Regions from separate parts of the Mus musculus genome. Here all the other regions are linked to region 1. A link is a contact called in public Micro-C and promoter capture Hi-C data. All regions are on one chromosome and are shown on one strand. Each heading gives the region's core, a stretch centred on a gene start, on an enhancer-like site or on the middle of the called end of the contact. The rest is flanking DNA. Distances are from core to core; before and after follow the strand shown. Region 1 holds the start of Sbf2 (SET binding factor 2). Region 2 holds the start of Tmem9b (TMEM9 domain family, member B). Region 3 has its middle 8.3 kb from the start of Nrip3.

Region 1 (4,769 bases), core at 739-3,238:
GTGTTATAGCCAGGACCTAGAGAGAGAAATAGTTATGTCTGTTTAATGGATTTTGGGTGAAGAAAATGTTTGAAACTAGACAGATGTAGTCATTGTCCACAAGGTATTAAATATTTTTAATATTTTATGTGTATGGATGCTTGGATGTTTGTGTGCCACATGCATGCCTGCTGCTGGAGGAAGCCAGAAGGTATTGGATCCTGTGCAAATGGAGTCACACATGGTTGTGAACTGTCCCTGTGGCTGCTGGGAATCAATTCCAGTCCCCTGGAAGGGCAGGCAGCACAGGTCTCTCAACTGCTGAATCATCTTCCCAGACCTTATCCCAAATTAAAAAAAAAAAAAGTAAAATTGAGGGAACAAATCCCCACAATAATAATTTATATGGAATCCATCCCCTACCAGCTGTAATCAAGGCAGTTCCAGGAGGACAACGCCGCCGACAGAATAGGGAAGGACTTTCTACCATGGCTGTTAAGCACTGGAATGGCAGTCTGTAGAGGAAGTGAGATTACTCTTTACTGAAAAAGTGGAGGAAGAGCTCCCAGGGAAGTTACCTGGAAATTTTCTCTATGAGGTGTGGCAGGTTGTTTTGTTTGCTTTCATTATTTTGAAAACTAACCTAGTTTTCATCACTGCAGGTATGCTGATTCCGTCTGACTAGAAGCTGATTACAAAGGAGGTCCCGAGGTAAAGTACCCCTTCCCTTTCAATTCTTCTAGCATAGCCCAACCCTCTCAGACCTGCTGAAAGGTCTGGCCTTTTGCTGTCGATATAGTTTAACGGTAGCAGGCTTGCCCAGCATGTAGGAGGCCCTAAGTTCAATTTCCAACGCGGAAGCGGGAAAGGGGAACGCTGGCCCAGAAGAGAGAATTAGTCAGAGCAGCTGAGACTATGACCCTTTGGACTCTGAGTTCACAGCTCCAGGCACTAGCTTTCTGCTGGTCTTTGGCAGAGGGCGTGTGTTGCACTAGGCACGTTAGAACCTACTACGTACAATCTATAGAAGGATCAAACCCTCAGTGAACGATGGCTTCACGATCACTTCTAAACCATAGGTTCTGAAAACTTCATAGTTCAAATACATACACTACTACTAAAATTTCATGATCATTAAGAAGTAACAAAGTTAAAAAAAAAAAGTGACAAATCCAAGTGTGCCAGCCAAATTAGAAAACATCGGTAGGAGATATTTCTTAAAAACGCAATCGACTTGAATGCTCTCTAGGCTCTCAAAGTGCCCTATGAATTCTGTGGAGTGTTTGCAGTAGAGCAACTTGAAGTTAACACCTGCTTCAGCCTGAAAAGTCCTGAGACAGTGAAAAAGGCAGTGAAAGTCAGGCGGGCGGGGCTCCCCGGGGAGAGACCGGCCCATTTTAGGAGGATCCCGGGGATGCCCCTGTTCCTAGGTGGAATAACTCCCTGGGGCACTCAGAGGAAAGCCCAAGCTGACCGCCCCCAGCCCAGGCAGCCCCGAAACCAGAGGCGCCTCTGAAGATTGCGCAAGTCTTTTCCTCCCCCGCCTGCTTGGTGGCATGTTTCTAAAATTCCCATCTGCACAACATAAACAGGAAACGTGCAGCAAAAAGCCTTGGCGGTGCAAATTCCAAGCTTCCAGCCGAGGGCGGGAGAATTTCATCCGTGCTGCCGGTGGCAGCAAGCGGCACCAAAGAACAAACTTTCCAAGTGACCCCGCACCCCTCCATCCCCTTTTCCCCCCGACTGCAAAAGGGAGATGGCGGAAGGAAGGACCCCTGCTCCAGGAAAATAAAGAACCGGGCGGGGGTGGGGGGCGTTGAGGCAGCAGCTGGGCCTCTAAGCGCCCGGCCTCGGTGGCGGCGCGAGGCCAGGCCGCGCCGGGCCGCCCACCTCGCGAGCCGCGTGTCCGAGCGGCCTCCGGGCGCCGCGTGGGTTCGCGGACGCCGGGCACTGGGTCGTCGAGCCCTTTCGGGTGGGGCGGGGGAGGGGCGGGCGCGAGGCGCGGCGCAGGCGCAGTGAGCGCCTCGGTTGTCAAACATGGCTGAAGCGCCGCTGCTACCGCTACAGCCGCCGAAGGGAAAATGCTGAGCTCGCCCGGGCCGGGTGGGCGGCGGCGGCGGCGAGGGCGGCGACGGGAACCCGCTTCCCGGGCGCGGCGGCGGCGGTCATGGCCCGGCTGGCCGACTACTTCATTGTGGTAGGCTACGACCACGAGAAGCCAGGTAAGGGTGTGGGGCGGGCGCCGCCCCCGGGCTTCGCCTCCGCCCCCGGCAGCCGTCCAGTGGGCTCGGCGGGGCCGGGCGTCGCGGCTGGGAGGCGGGGAGGCGGGCGGGCCGGGTCCCGCGGTGGAGGAGCTGCGGGTCGACTGGTGTCGGCCTTCGCGGCGGGGCCGAGCCTGGCTGCGGTGGGCGTGTGTGAGGGAACCGTCGGACGGCGGTAGCGGGGCTAGGCCGCGGCGGTGCGGCCGGGGACTGGCGGGCCGGACCGGTGGCGAGCCTGCCCGCGCGCCGCCACGCGCTTCTGCGGAGGCGGCTGGCACCCGGGACCGCGCCCTCGTGCCTGTGGAGTTGGGAGGGCGGGAGCACACTGTACGAGGCTCCTAGGGATACACTGTGTCCTGCATCCTGAATAGGAGTGACGCTGGGGGCAGTCCTCCCGGAAAGGAAGTGCCGAGAGTCCTGCGCTGCCTCCCGCCGGCCCGGGGTGTGTGTGGGGGGAGGGGGAGGCTGGACATCCCGGCCGAACGCCGGGTACTTGGATAGGTCAAAGGATCCGAGCACTTTGAAACATTTCTAGGAAAATTGTTTCAGGACGTATGTGTCGGCATTCCAGAATGAAAGGACTCTGCTAAGCAAAGAGAGCCGGCCGACCACTGCAGGTGCTCTCTCTCACTTAGCTCTCACGTGTTTTGATTGTTCTCTGGTTTTTCTCGGCCGAGAATTTTTCACAAGGAACAGTTTGGCAGATAGGTTGCTTTTTACACTTCGGTGGACTAGCACAACCAGAAGTATACAGGGCTCATGCACGTTCATTTTCGTAATTGTATCTCTTTGTGTTGCTGTTTATAGATAAGCGGGATGTGCTAACAAGGTTATTGTAGAGCAGGGGAAGCTACAGTCTCGCAGTTGCAAGGGATTTTAGATACCAGCGCTCCACCCCCTTCCATGTCCCCGAGGTGCTTAGGTTGTGCTTTGCTGATGTTAGTCGTTGCACCAGCATACCATTGTTCTGCCCACCTCTTTTTATTATTTATCCCTAAGGATTTATTTCAGAGATGGGAGCCTTCACATTCTTTTCTCACCACTACCTAATTGAGGTCAATTAGGAGAAGCAGGCTCTTGCTGGGCAAGCCTGGAGACCTGAGCCATGAAAAGGTGCCAGGCAAGAACTGATTGCCCACAGTTGTCCTCTGACCTTCCTGGGTGTGCCCTGGCATGCATGCCCACTCCCACCATGAAGACACACAATAAATAAAAGGAGAAGACGTCGGGCTGTATTTGGAGAATCTTCTGGCTGCTCCAAAATGCCCTGTCCTTTCTTAGAAAATTTTGAGTCTCTTACCAAGGTGACATAGTCTGTCAGTCTGGTAAGATTGCCAGTGTGCAGAATCAGTTTTGTTTTTCACCTTGTTCCATTTTTAGTTACATTGTTCTTCACCCACAACAATTTTATCTTGTGTGCCCCCCCCCCCCCCGCCCCCCAAGATAGGGTTTCTCTACAGAGCCCTGACTGTCCTGGAATTCCTATGTAGACCAGGCTGGCCTTGAACTCACAGATATTTGTCCTCCTCCCACACCCACAACAATTTTGAAACAGTAACAAACTTGAAAAAGTTGTAAGTATGATACATAATTATTGTTATTTTATTTTTCGGACATTTTAAGAGGAAGCTACTGCCCTTATGCTCCTTCACTCAGAATGGTTTATCGTGAATTTTATACAAACAGGAACATTGGTCTACACAATGGCAGTACAGTTGTCAAAATAGGAAATTCAGGACTGGAGAGATGGCCCAGAGGTCAAGAGCCCTGGCTGCTCTTCAGAGGTCCTGAGTTCAATTCCCAGCAACCACATAGTGGCTCACAACCATCTGTAAAGGGATCTGATACCCTCTTCTGGTGTGTCTGAAGACAGCTATAGTGCACTCACATACATAAAATAGATAACTAATTCTTTACAAAATAGAAAATTCATGCTGACCCAGTATTTTACTTAATTTGGGTTTTGTTGATTATGCTATTAATTTCATAATTGGTGAAAGTAGTACAGTTAAGTGCTGCAGCGTTTCATTATCTTTTTAGTCTCTCAGTATGGATCAGTTCCTTCCTCTTCTTCATGGTCTTGTCACCTTTGATGGTTATAGGTCAGTTACTTTTATTGTGCTGGGTACATATGCTTGGGCCAGTGTATGTATGACAGCAGTGGTGTTCACTGTGTCTTGTCAGGAAGTACATACTTTACCTTTGATTGTAATCAGCGTCTGCCAGCCTTGCCTACTAACAAAGGTCATGCTCTGATCTCCCACTTAGGGTTACTCCCTTATGAGGTATCCTCCTCACTCTAATTTTTTTGCATTTTTATAAAGATTTATTTATTTCATGCATGTGAGTACACTGTGGTTCTCTTCAGACACACTAGAAGAGTGCATTGGATCCCCTTTACTGTGGTTACTAGGAGTTGAACTCAGGACCTCTGGAAGAGTAGTCAGTGCTCTTAACCACTGAGCCATCTCTCCAGCCCAGTTTCTTTGCATTTTAATGCTCCAGGCAAGTTTGCTCCTCCTGCTTTGA
Region 2 (4,769 bases), core at 1,334-3,833, 860 kb after region 1:
TTTATCTCAGTGCGGCCTGGAATGGTGAAGGTGTTTGCTACCAGAGACGCCTGAACTTTAGAGTTGCTAAAATGGATCAGTTTCTTGGTTTTTAAACATGTTCACCTCTTCATTATCAGTTGCTAACTTCTTTAAGGAGAACTGCAGTTTTTATCATCGGCTGTGGCTGTCCTATGAACCACCTTCTTTCTGTGGGAGGTGCCTTTCCCAACAATGCAAACATGTGCCTGCAGATTGGCAAGTTTTTCCTGGTTCATGATTGTTTCATCTTGTTAGTGAAAATGGGGCTGTGTGGGAGGACTAGGGTTCGTGCTCAGGGGGTCCCAGGCAGACAAGCTGAGAGAAAGGACACACATGGAGACATGATCCAATACATTCAAAATATTTAAATTTTAACCACTATTTCAATTTTTAATTTTGCGTGTATGAGTGTTTCGAAAAATGTACACATGTGTACCATATGTGTCAGTGCCACTGGGAAACAGAAGAGCGGACCCAATCCCCTGGAACCAGAGTTACAGAAGGTTGTAAGCTGCCACGTGGATGGTGCAAACCAAACTTCAATCTTCTGCGAGAGCAGCAAGGGCTCACAACTGCTGAGTCAGCTCTGCAGCCCCAACTTTAATCAGTATTTTAAAATAAAAAGATTTTGTTTACCTTGTATTGACCTCGAAATACAGCATACAACACTCGATTTAGATTCCTCGCAATCAAATATTTGATTGCCACATGTAGCTCTAAAGCTCTGCCCATACTGAGTGTTATGTGGTCTTCTTCATTAAACAGATGAGGTGGGCCTGACTTGGTGGCCCATACCTGTAGTCAGTTATTAGGGAGCCTGAGGGAGGGGAATCTCTTGAGCCCACTAGTTTGAGACAGCATGGACAAAGAGAAGAAAATAACTGAAAATAACCCACCAGCCTGAGGCATTGCTGCAGTCCTTTATCTCTGTACCCCCCCCCCATCAAATCTCTGAAAAGAATTCTTTTTCTTTGTTTCTCCTTCTTCGTTTTCTTTCTTCCTCCTCCTCCTCCTCTTCCTCCTTCCTCATTTTCCTTCTCCTCCTCTTTCTCTTTCTCCTCCTTTTTGTGACACAGGGTCTCTCCATGTAGCCTGTCCTGGAACTCACTTTGTAGACCAGACTGGCCTTGTCTCAGAGATCTGCCTGCCTCTGGGATCAAAGGCATCCAACGAGCATTGGCTCTGAAAAGAATTTTGAAGGAGGGTTCCTATGCTTTATCTGAAGGACATGTCAGACATACAGCTCTAAACTGATCCAAACTGGCTACTAAGTCAGCTTTTAGCAATCAGATCTAAATACCTCACCAACAAATTTTATCCTGACAGCCCTGCGATTAGTAGGACACCCCTTAGAAGGACAATTATCCCCACTGTGACAGGATGATCTACAATACCTCACCAACAAATTTTATCCTGACAGCCCTGCGATTAGTAGGACACCCCTTAGAAGGACAATTATTCCCACTGTGACAGGATTGTCACAAGAACTGGTGCGAAAGCATCTAGTCCTTTGGGCTAGTTGCCATTTAGGACTAAAAAAGGGCTAAATACATTTAATGCAATAGCACTTTGTGTTAGATTCTAGTCTAGTATCGACAAGAATCACATAGCAGAAAAACGCTGCGAAATTTCTACCTGTAAATTAAGAAAGACATTTCCACCAACCAGGAAAGGACCACTTGAAGGGGCGGGGTGGGGGTGTCTTATAAGTAAAAATTGAAAATCATAAAACTTAATCCCCTTTTATTGAAAGGAAGTGATTTTCCCTTATGACATTCAGCAAATCCCTAAGGGCTGTGATGAGCACGCTGCATCCCTTTCTCTACCCCCAGAGTCTCTACTAAGTGGAAAAAATATTTTAATGAGCAGCTCTATGTTCTCTCCAGGGTGCTCCTGAAGTATCTACAGAAAAAGACACCCCATGGAGTAGGGTCTGCGCTCCCAGAACTGACTGAGAGGTCAACTGTTTTAAATAGGCACTGCCTCACAGGAGCTTGGCTCCTGGATTCTCCACCTCCAGGAGTCCTGGGCGGGGGATGCTCCAGGGGCGTCCGCATCTTGCAAAGCCTGACTTGAGCCAGCCCAGATTCGCCGCCGTGGCCCACTTCCCAGTCCTAGACTGGACCAAGGCTGTCAGCCCCTAGTGGAAGCCACACCCGCGTGGACAGCTCACAGTTACTGTTGGGAGCCGGGCAGGAGTCTGTGTCCTGGAGGCGCACGGACCGCAGGTTCGTACTGAAGCCCCGGTGCGGAGCCTCGAGCCTCCATCGCCGGGTGGGCTTCCGATCTAAGGACGCTCGGGCTCTTCTGGTCAGGTCTCCTGAACAGCACCCTCTCGGCCTTCGCAGTTCCCGGGGATGGGGTTCACCCGGCCTGCGGGACTAGATCCGCATGGCCTGCTCCCTTGGGGTGCAGGATTCGCCAGCTCTGGCCGGGGAAGACCCCCAGCCTTTAGTGCACCCCCGGGGCCGCGACCGTGGCGGGCCTTGTGCACCCGGAACCGTTTCCGGGGCGGAGGCTTTCTCGCAGCTGACCCGGCGCGGACGGTGACGCGCAGGCCCAGGCGGAAGTGCGGGCGGAGGATCCCGAGCCGGATCCCGAGCCGGGCGCGGGGCTCGGGGCTCGCAGGAGCGGCTGGCTCCCGCGATGGCGAGCCTATGGTGCGGAAACCTGCTGCGGCTGGGCTCGGGGCTCAGCATGTCCTGCCTGGCGCTGTCGGTGCTGCTGCTCGCGCAGCTGACAGGCGCCGCCAAGGTGAGTCCCGCCCCGCCCGGCTCCTGACAGGAGCTCCGCCCCTGCCTCTGGCCTGGCAGAAACTGGGGCTGACCACTTGCTCCCCACTCTCCGGTCTCCCAATCCGACAGCCAAATCCCCCCGACCCCGCTTCACAGCCCGGGCTGGCCCTCTCTAGAGCATCCTAAGCCTTAGCCCCAAACAGTGCCAGAGCGGGGTCTATAACCCTCTGCCTCTTGACATTTCCCTTCCCAGCCCCGACGGGACACACCCGGAACTTTCCAGCCCTGGGAGCTTTGAACTTTCCACCCTTAAACTTGGGCAGCTCTCAGCCCCCAATCCAAACGGTGGGAAACCCTCATCTCCCTGAAATCTTCTCTAGTAGGGACTAGCTCCCCTCACCCTCATCTCCCCGAAGTCTTCCCTACTAGGGACTAGCTCCTCTCAACTCATTGATAAGCAGATTCCCTTGCCATGGTGGGGGCTCGAATCTCATGGCAACTACCCGTTCCCAGAAGGACCTGTAGGGCCACCCCACTAGCCTGATACTCTCACCAAGATCCCCTCCAGGAAAACACACACACACACACACACACACACACACACCCCTCTTCTGATAATTTACTAGCCTAGGAGAGAGGTGACAGGAAGTTGTGTCCTATTCCTCACTGTGTTTCTAAACCTTTTGGTCCCCATATATTTTCTGGTGACCCAGAGCTGTTCTGGCCCAAGAAAACATGTGCTTTCCTCCCAGTGGGCTAACTAATTTTGGGGCAAAATAGAAAGACTCCACGGTGTAGTGGGAAATAGTGACACTGCATTTTTAAAAAGTTTTATAATATTTTTAAATGTTATAAAGGGCTGGGAAAGATAGGTCACAGGTAGGCAGGTGTTTTTGAGCAATTTGGTTTTTTTTTTTTTTTCAGTCTTTCTGGTGTCATCAGAAATAGGGACAGCAAAAAGTTTCCCAACTTTTGAAATACTTCTAGTATGGACTCTCTGTATGGATGTCAAACATTACCATTTTATGTAGTGTATCATGATATAAACATCCGTCTCCCCTTGATAGGATTTGTCCCAGGAAACAGGAGCTGTGTCTTTTGCTTCTCTGAGTCCTCCTCATTGAGCACAGGCTCTGGCACAGTGGTTACTGATACATTTAGGACCTGTCAACAGCTCTGCCAGACATTTCATTGTACCTAGGAGTGGTGGATATGTCTCAGTGGGGACTAATGAGCCACAGCCTTCTCGAATAAACAACCCTTTGCTGAGAAAGCATCTCTTGGATTTATGCAGCATTTAATGCCTGCTTGCTTTGCCTCCTGAAACTCGTATTGCTAGGAGTTGCTTTTCTTGTCAACCATGGATTGCCAGACAAGTTTCCTGGGGGACAATGGGAAGATTCAAACTACTTTCCCTTTTGACTTCCCTTCTAGCACTGGCTGAGTGCCCCTCAATCTTCATCCTGTTTATAGCTCACTCAGCCCCTTTTATCCATGCCCAGTGCCTTTCTCCCAAAAGGAAAAAGTTAGAAAAGAAGAAATTAGAAGAATTCTGACTCTCCTCACCCTATTGTGTTACAGATTGAATTGGCCTTATGCATGCTAAGCGTATGTGTTAGCACTGAGCTAAACCCATCCCCAGCCTACACCTGTGACTTGCTTATAAATAATCTTTAATTCCCTTCTCCCCAATCCCTTCATATCCGAATATCTCTTTGTAGGCCCTATTGCCTGTCATGATATGCTTTTCTAGTGGCAGGTAGATGATAATAACACAATTGATTGTCATGCAATTCATAAATGAGTTTAATAAGGCACAGATAGTGTCTTACAGATTTTAGGAACTTGTATCTCTCAAACCTAAATCTTTATAATGGTTTTAGAATATCTGACAGGGATACTTAGCAAAATGTACATGTGTAGATTTAAAAAAAATATTGACGATAAACTATAAAGAAGTTATAGTGTTTTCACTTTTATTGCAGAATTTTGAAGATGTGAGATGTAAATGCA
Region 3 (4,769 bases), core at 1,474-3,973, 830 kb after region 1:
AAGTACATAAATAAATCTTTAAAAAATTTTTAGATCATTATTAAAAATTGGAAGAACAAGGAAGAAATCACCCCCAATTTGTAATCCTGTCGAATGCTTCAGCCTTTGTGGCTCTAGGAGCTATGACATCCCCAACTTGGATTATTATCTTATCTCAAGATATTTTCTAGGACTGAGGGTAATTCTGAGTACAATCTGGTGTTTCCATCTCTTCCCTATGCTATGGTTCAAATCTGATACATCCTCTCAAGTCCAGGTACTGAGTACTGAGTACTGAGTCCAGGTACTGAGTACTTGTTCTCCAGCTACTGCAGTGTTTTAGGAGATGCAACTTTGCAGGAAGAGGGCCCTTGAAGGATTCTCCAAGCCTTTCCCTGGTTGTTGACTCCTGTCTGTCACTAGGTAAACAATCATCACCATCTCCTCCTCTCCCTCCTCCTCTTCCTCCCCCTCCTCCTCCCACCCCCATCACACTACACTCTGCTTCACAGTGGATCCAGAGACCTCTCTCCTTTGAGTTGCTCTGATGACTGTTCCTGGTTGTCAACTTGACCACATCTGGAATTAACTAAAACCCAAATGGCTGGGCACATCTATGAGTGAGGGATTTCTTCTTAATTAAATCATTCGAAGTGGGAAGACCCACTTTCATCTGGATTTTTTTTTTTTGATATGGGATGATCCACCTTTAATCTGGGGCCACCTTCTGCTAGAAGCCTATATAAAGGTCTTAGAAGAAGGAAAAAGTATTTTTTCCTGCTCACTCTTGCTAGCAAGACCATTCTTTCACTGGCATTAGAGACCACTTCTTCAGGATTCCGTTGTGTACTGAAGACCAGCAGAGACAACCACTACTGGATTCTTGAACCCTCTATTGGTAGACAGACAGCCATTGTCAGACTAACTGAACCACCCATAAGCCATTCTAATATATCGAGAGAGAGAGAGAGAGAGAGAGAGAGAGAGAGAGAGAGAGAGAGAGAGAGAGAGACTCATTCTGTAAGTTCTGTTTCTCTAGAGAATGCTGACTAACACAATTGCCTTCCTGGGAAGTTGGTTTCAGCGATTAAAAGTCTGACAAATACTCCCTACAGGATTCCTGAAGCAGAAATACAAACCCACCTCAAATCTGGGCTTTAATGTTGACTTTGCCTTGTAACCTGATTAGGAGTTGAAACATGAGTGGTTGCTGAGCAGAAACTGGAACCGATGCCACATGCTAGTCCCATGGACATAACCACATGAGGCAGAGGGTAATAAGAGGAGCTTTGGTGACCCTGGCCATACCTGCTGTCTCCATGGTTACCTGTGATGACCAGCTGGTGTGTTTGATGCCTGACAGGATACAAAACTGAGGGTGATATAGTAAGATGGCGGTGGTGGCAAAGAACCAACTAGGATGTTGGCTCCAGGTGACTTAAGGTGCAGGAAGGCACCTTGGAGCAGCTGCATCTCACACATCAACTGGAGTTGTGACTAACGTGAGTACCTCCCACTGAGGAACTAGGACGACTCAAGAAGAATCACTGGCCTGACAGCAGCCCCCCTTTATTCCCAGTGTCTTTTTGAGAATCTGTCCTTTCTGCTGGTCAGTGAGAAATGTCTTTCTCCAAGGCTTAACTTTTGCCATGTTTACTCTTTCAAGATTCCCAGTACATCCTCTGACATTCCTAGATTGCTAGCCCAGTTTTACTTATCAGCTGTGACCTTATGCAAGTTACTTAGGTCAGCAAGATGGGGGCTTGAGTTTGGATCCCCAACCCCCATATAAAAAGCTAGGCATGGGAGCTGGGAGCCTAAGCTTGTAATTCCACAGCTGGGAGGTAGAGATAGGAGGATTCCAGGGGCTTGTTGGCCAGCTACTCTATCGAATCAGTGAGCCCCAGGTCCAATGACAGAGCGGTAAAAGAAGACACCTAGTATCAACTTCTGCCACTACACACAAAATGTAGAAAGGACTCATATGTTCTTCAGTAACAAATAGGGAAACAAAATGAGCTATGTCCACATGATGAGATATAAGTTGGTCACAAACAAGCACTAGTATGTTATAAAACAAATGAACTATGGAAACATAGTACTAATTAAAAGAGGCCAGTCACAAAACACCAACCATTGTATACAAAATGTCCAGAATAGGTAAATCCAGGAAGACAGAGAGTAGATTATAGGTTGTGTATGGTTGGAGAATTTGGGAGAACACGGAATGATCAGTAGTGGGTATGGCGTTTCTTTGGGGGTTGTTGTGGAGAGCCCTGGGGCTAATTATATTTGATGTCAATTCTGTTCTCCTTTGAGGGGTTGAGAACAAGGAATGAGTCAGCACTCAGGTGATTTCCTGTAAACCTTCTTCCCACCTTAATTTGTAAAATAAAGGAGAGCTGATGATTGGGCAGAGAGAGGCAAGGTGGAACGGAAAGAAAGAAAAGAAGGAGGTTTGAGACAGAGAGAAGGCAGAGGAGGAGGAAGAAGAAAAGCGGAGCAGAAGCACACGGCCTGGAGAAACTGCAAGTTCTAAGGGTCTCATAGATGTGGAAGATGATAGTGTAGTGGTAGATCTGCCAATCTAGGCACACAACATGTATTCGTATTAATTGTGTTGTGTTTTCATTGCCAGAACATAATTGGGTTGGAGAGATTTACCGCGACAGGGGGTAATAGTGGTACAGCTCTGTTAGTCTATTGGGCACATCTCTGTGTGCATCTGTGAGGGTGTTCCAGACAGGCTTAACCAAGGAGTTAAACACCTACCCTGGCTGTGGACAGCACCACCCCACAGACCGGGGTTCTGGCCTGAATAAAAAGGGACAAATGAGAAAGGGAGCTGAGCCCTAGTGTTGATCCCTTTGCATCTTGGCCTTCCAGGACGTGAATAGGCAGCACTGCATGCTCCTGCCGTGGCAAATCTGCCCTGGTTCCCCTGCCACCATGGACCGCACCCTCATAAGCTGTGAGCTAGAATAACCCTTTCTTCCTGAAGAGCTCTCACTGGGAATTTAGTGACATAGCAAAAAGCGGTGAACACAGGGGGATTGCCTTCTGTGTCAGTGGCATGAAGGACAGAGAAAGCTGTGGAAACATTCCAGATTCCAGGCTGAAGAGATTTGACTCTGGGTGGATCCTGTGCTACAGGGGAAGGTTATAATAAAGAACTTTGTTACGTCAATTGACAAAACTAGAACATGAATAATTTAGGTAAAAATATTCTAGCAATGTAAATTCATGAAGTTTATATCTATACTGTGGTTAGGAGAGAGAAAAATCCCCTCCTCCCTCTTCTCTGGTCTTAGAGATGCAACTTCGCTGCCCTTGAACCTTCTGTGTAGCCCAGGCTGACCCCTAACACACACACACACACACACACACACACACACACACACACACACACACACACACACAAAACTGTCTCTCTCTACTTCTCTCTGTCTCTGTCCCCCATTTTTCTCTAAGGGGCCTCACTTACTGTATAGCTCTACCTGGCCTAGAACTCTGTGTAAACCAGCCTGGCCTTCAATTCACAGAGATCTGTCTGCCTTTGCCTCTAGAGTGCTAGGATTAAAGGTGTGTGTCACCATGCCTGAGCTAGCCTCGGACTCTCAATTCGCCTTTTTAGCCTTCCAAGCAGGAGGTGGATTACATACCACCATACTTGTATTTAATACATACTGTCGAATTAGTGGCAAAAGGTCATATTTTATGTAATTTGTCCTTAAATGTTTCAAGGAAAAAAAAGTGTATGCATGTAATAAAGTTTTAGTAACAGGGAACCTGGGAAAGGGTATACAGGTATGTGTAGTATTTTATGCTTGCAACTTGAAATTTTGGAATTGTTTATAAATAAAATATTACAAGCTTAAAAATAAATTAAAAAAAAAATGAGTAGTCAGGAATAGGTCTGGCAATGTAGCAGAGCGCTTACTTTCTTAGCATTCTCAAGGCCTGGGGTCAGAGAGGGACGAAGGTCAGATGTTCTCTCTGGGCAATGTAGAACTGAGCATGAAAGTAGGTTCAAGAGAATTCTGTGTGTGTGTGTGTGTGTGTGTGTGTGTAAATGTGTATATATTTACATTGCTGGGAGTCTACTTGTGATGTACTGAGTACTTCATCTTCCTGCTATCTGCCTCACCCCTACCCCAGGCCCTGCGGCCTGTCACCATCATTTCCTGACAGCATGCTCAAAGGAAGAAGGTGGAACCCAAGGACCCAAGGTGCTCTGGAGATAAGTAGTGATCACAAGTGAGCTGCCCACCCTGGCTGTCCACCAGTGAGTAGGCAGTCGTACCTATTATCCACTGCATTCTGAGAGATCTATGGTTTTCACAGGTCTTGTCCCTCAGTGCAGCATTTGCCCTGCCTCAGGAGGGTCACTCATTTTTTGTCTGGGTTTTGCGTGTTGGAGATGGGGAGAAAATGCAATGGGACTTACATTTATTGAGGCCAGGCCTCTGTGCTCTACAAAACTACACAGACCTCTACAAAATGGGTCAACTGTGGATCAAAAACTTCTGCAACATAGCCAGAGTTCCACAGCAAGTGCATGGGGGTGAGGTGATGGGACAGGACAGAACTTAAAGCCGAGTCTAGATTCTTTCCTTCTTGGCTCTCAAGATGGACAATTGCTTCTGATGCTGAGGCTAATATTTTCTCTCTCTCTCTCTCTCTCTCTCTCTCTCTCTCTCTCTCTCTCTCTCTCTCTTTCTTTCTTTCTTTCTTTCTCTCTTTCTCTCTTTCTCCTCTTGCTATCTATTGGATTTGATATCAGAATCTGG

What was found. A called contact is a pair of places that touch in the nucleus more often than the background predicts. Capture Hi-C pulls out chosen DNA fragments and counts their contacts.
Region 2: a promoter capture Hi-C map of liver shows a contact between it and region 1, with 2.5 times the contacts expected there. The contact joins the promoter of Tmem9b here to the promoter of Sbf2 in region 1. A contact is called at or near these places in 7 of 39 promoter capture datasets (the C10 cell line, the HPC-7 cell line, hippocampal neurons and 4 more), 1 of 484 Hi-C or Micro-C datasets (B cells), 2 of 115 datasets of contacts at active chromatin or transcription factors (T-cell acute lymphoblastic leukemia and large pre-B cells) and 2 of 9 other capture datasets (embryonic stem cells and liver).
Region 3: a Micro-C map of embryonic stem cells shows a contact between it and region 1, with 5 times the contacts expected there. The contact joins the enhancer-like site here to the promoter of Sbf2 in region 1. A contact is called at or near these places in 1 of 39 promoter capture datasets (pre-B cells), 1 of 484 Hi-C or Micro-C datasets (embryonic stem cells), 1 of 115 datasets of contacts at active chromatin or transcription factors (large pre-B cells) and 1 of 9 other capture datasets (liver).

What each region holds. Positions count from the first base shown.
Region 1 is chr7:110,612,139-110,616,907 of GRCm38.p6, reverse strand. It overlaps Sbf2 (SET binding factor 2), which reads left to right and starts at 1,988. Exons shown (of 41, transcript NM_177324.2): 1 at 1,988-2,201. The coding sequence starts at 2,147.
Region 2 is chr7:109,750,077-109,754,845 of GRCm38.p6, reverse strand. Tmem9b (TMEM9 domain family, member B) reads left to right here and starts at 2,583. Exons shown (of 5, transcript NM_020050.1): 1 at 2,583-2,775; 2 at 4,742-4,769. The coding sequence starts at 2,668. It also overlaps the pseudogene 4930431P19Rik.
Region 3 is chr7:109,787,460-109,792,228 of GRCm38.p6, reverse strand. No RefSeq gene overlaps it. Among named protein-coding and RNA genes, the nearest start is that of Nrip3, 8.3 kb to the right of the region's middle. Within about 2 kb of position 2,723, at least 12 of the 459 cell types and tissues checked have an H3K27ac peak or open chromatin away from gene starts, as enhancers often do. A contact at or near this core is called in embryonic stem cells, where this site is marked.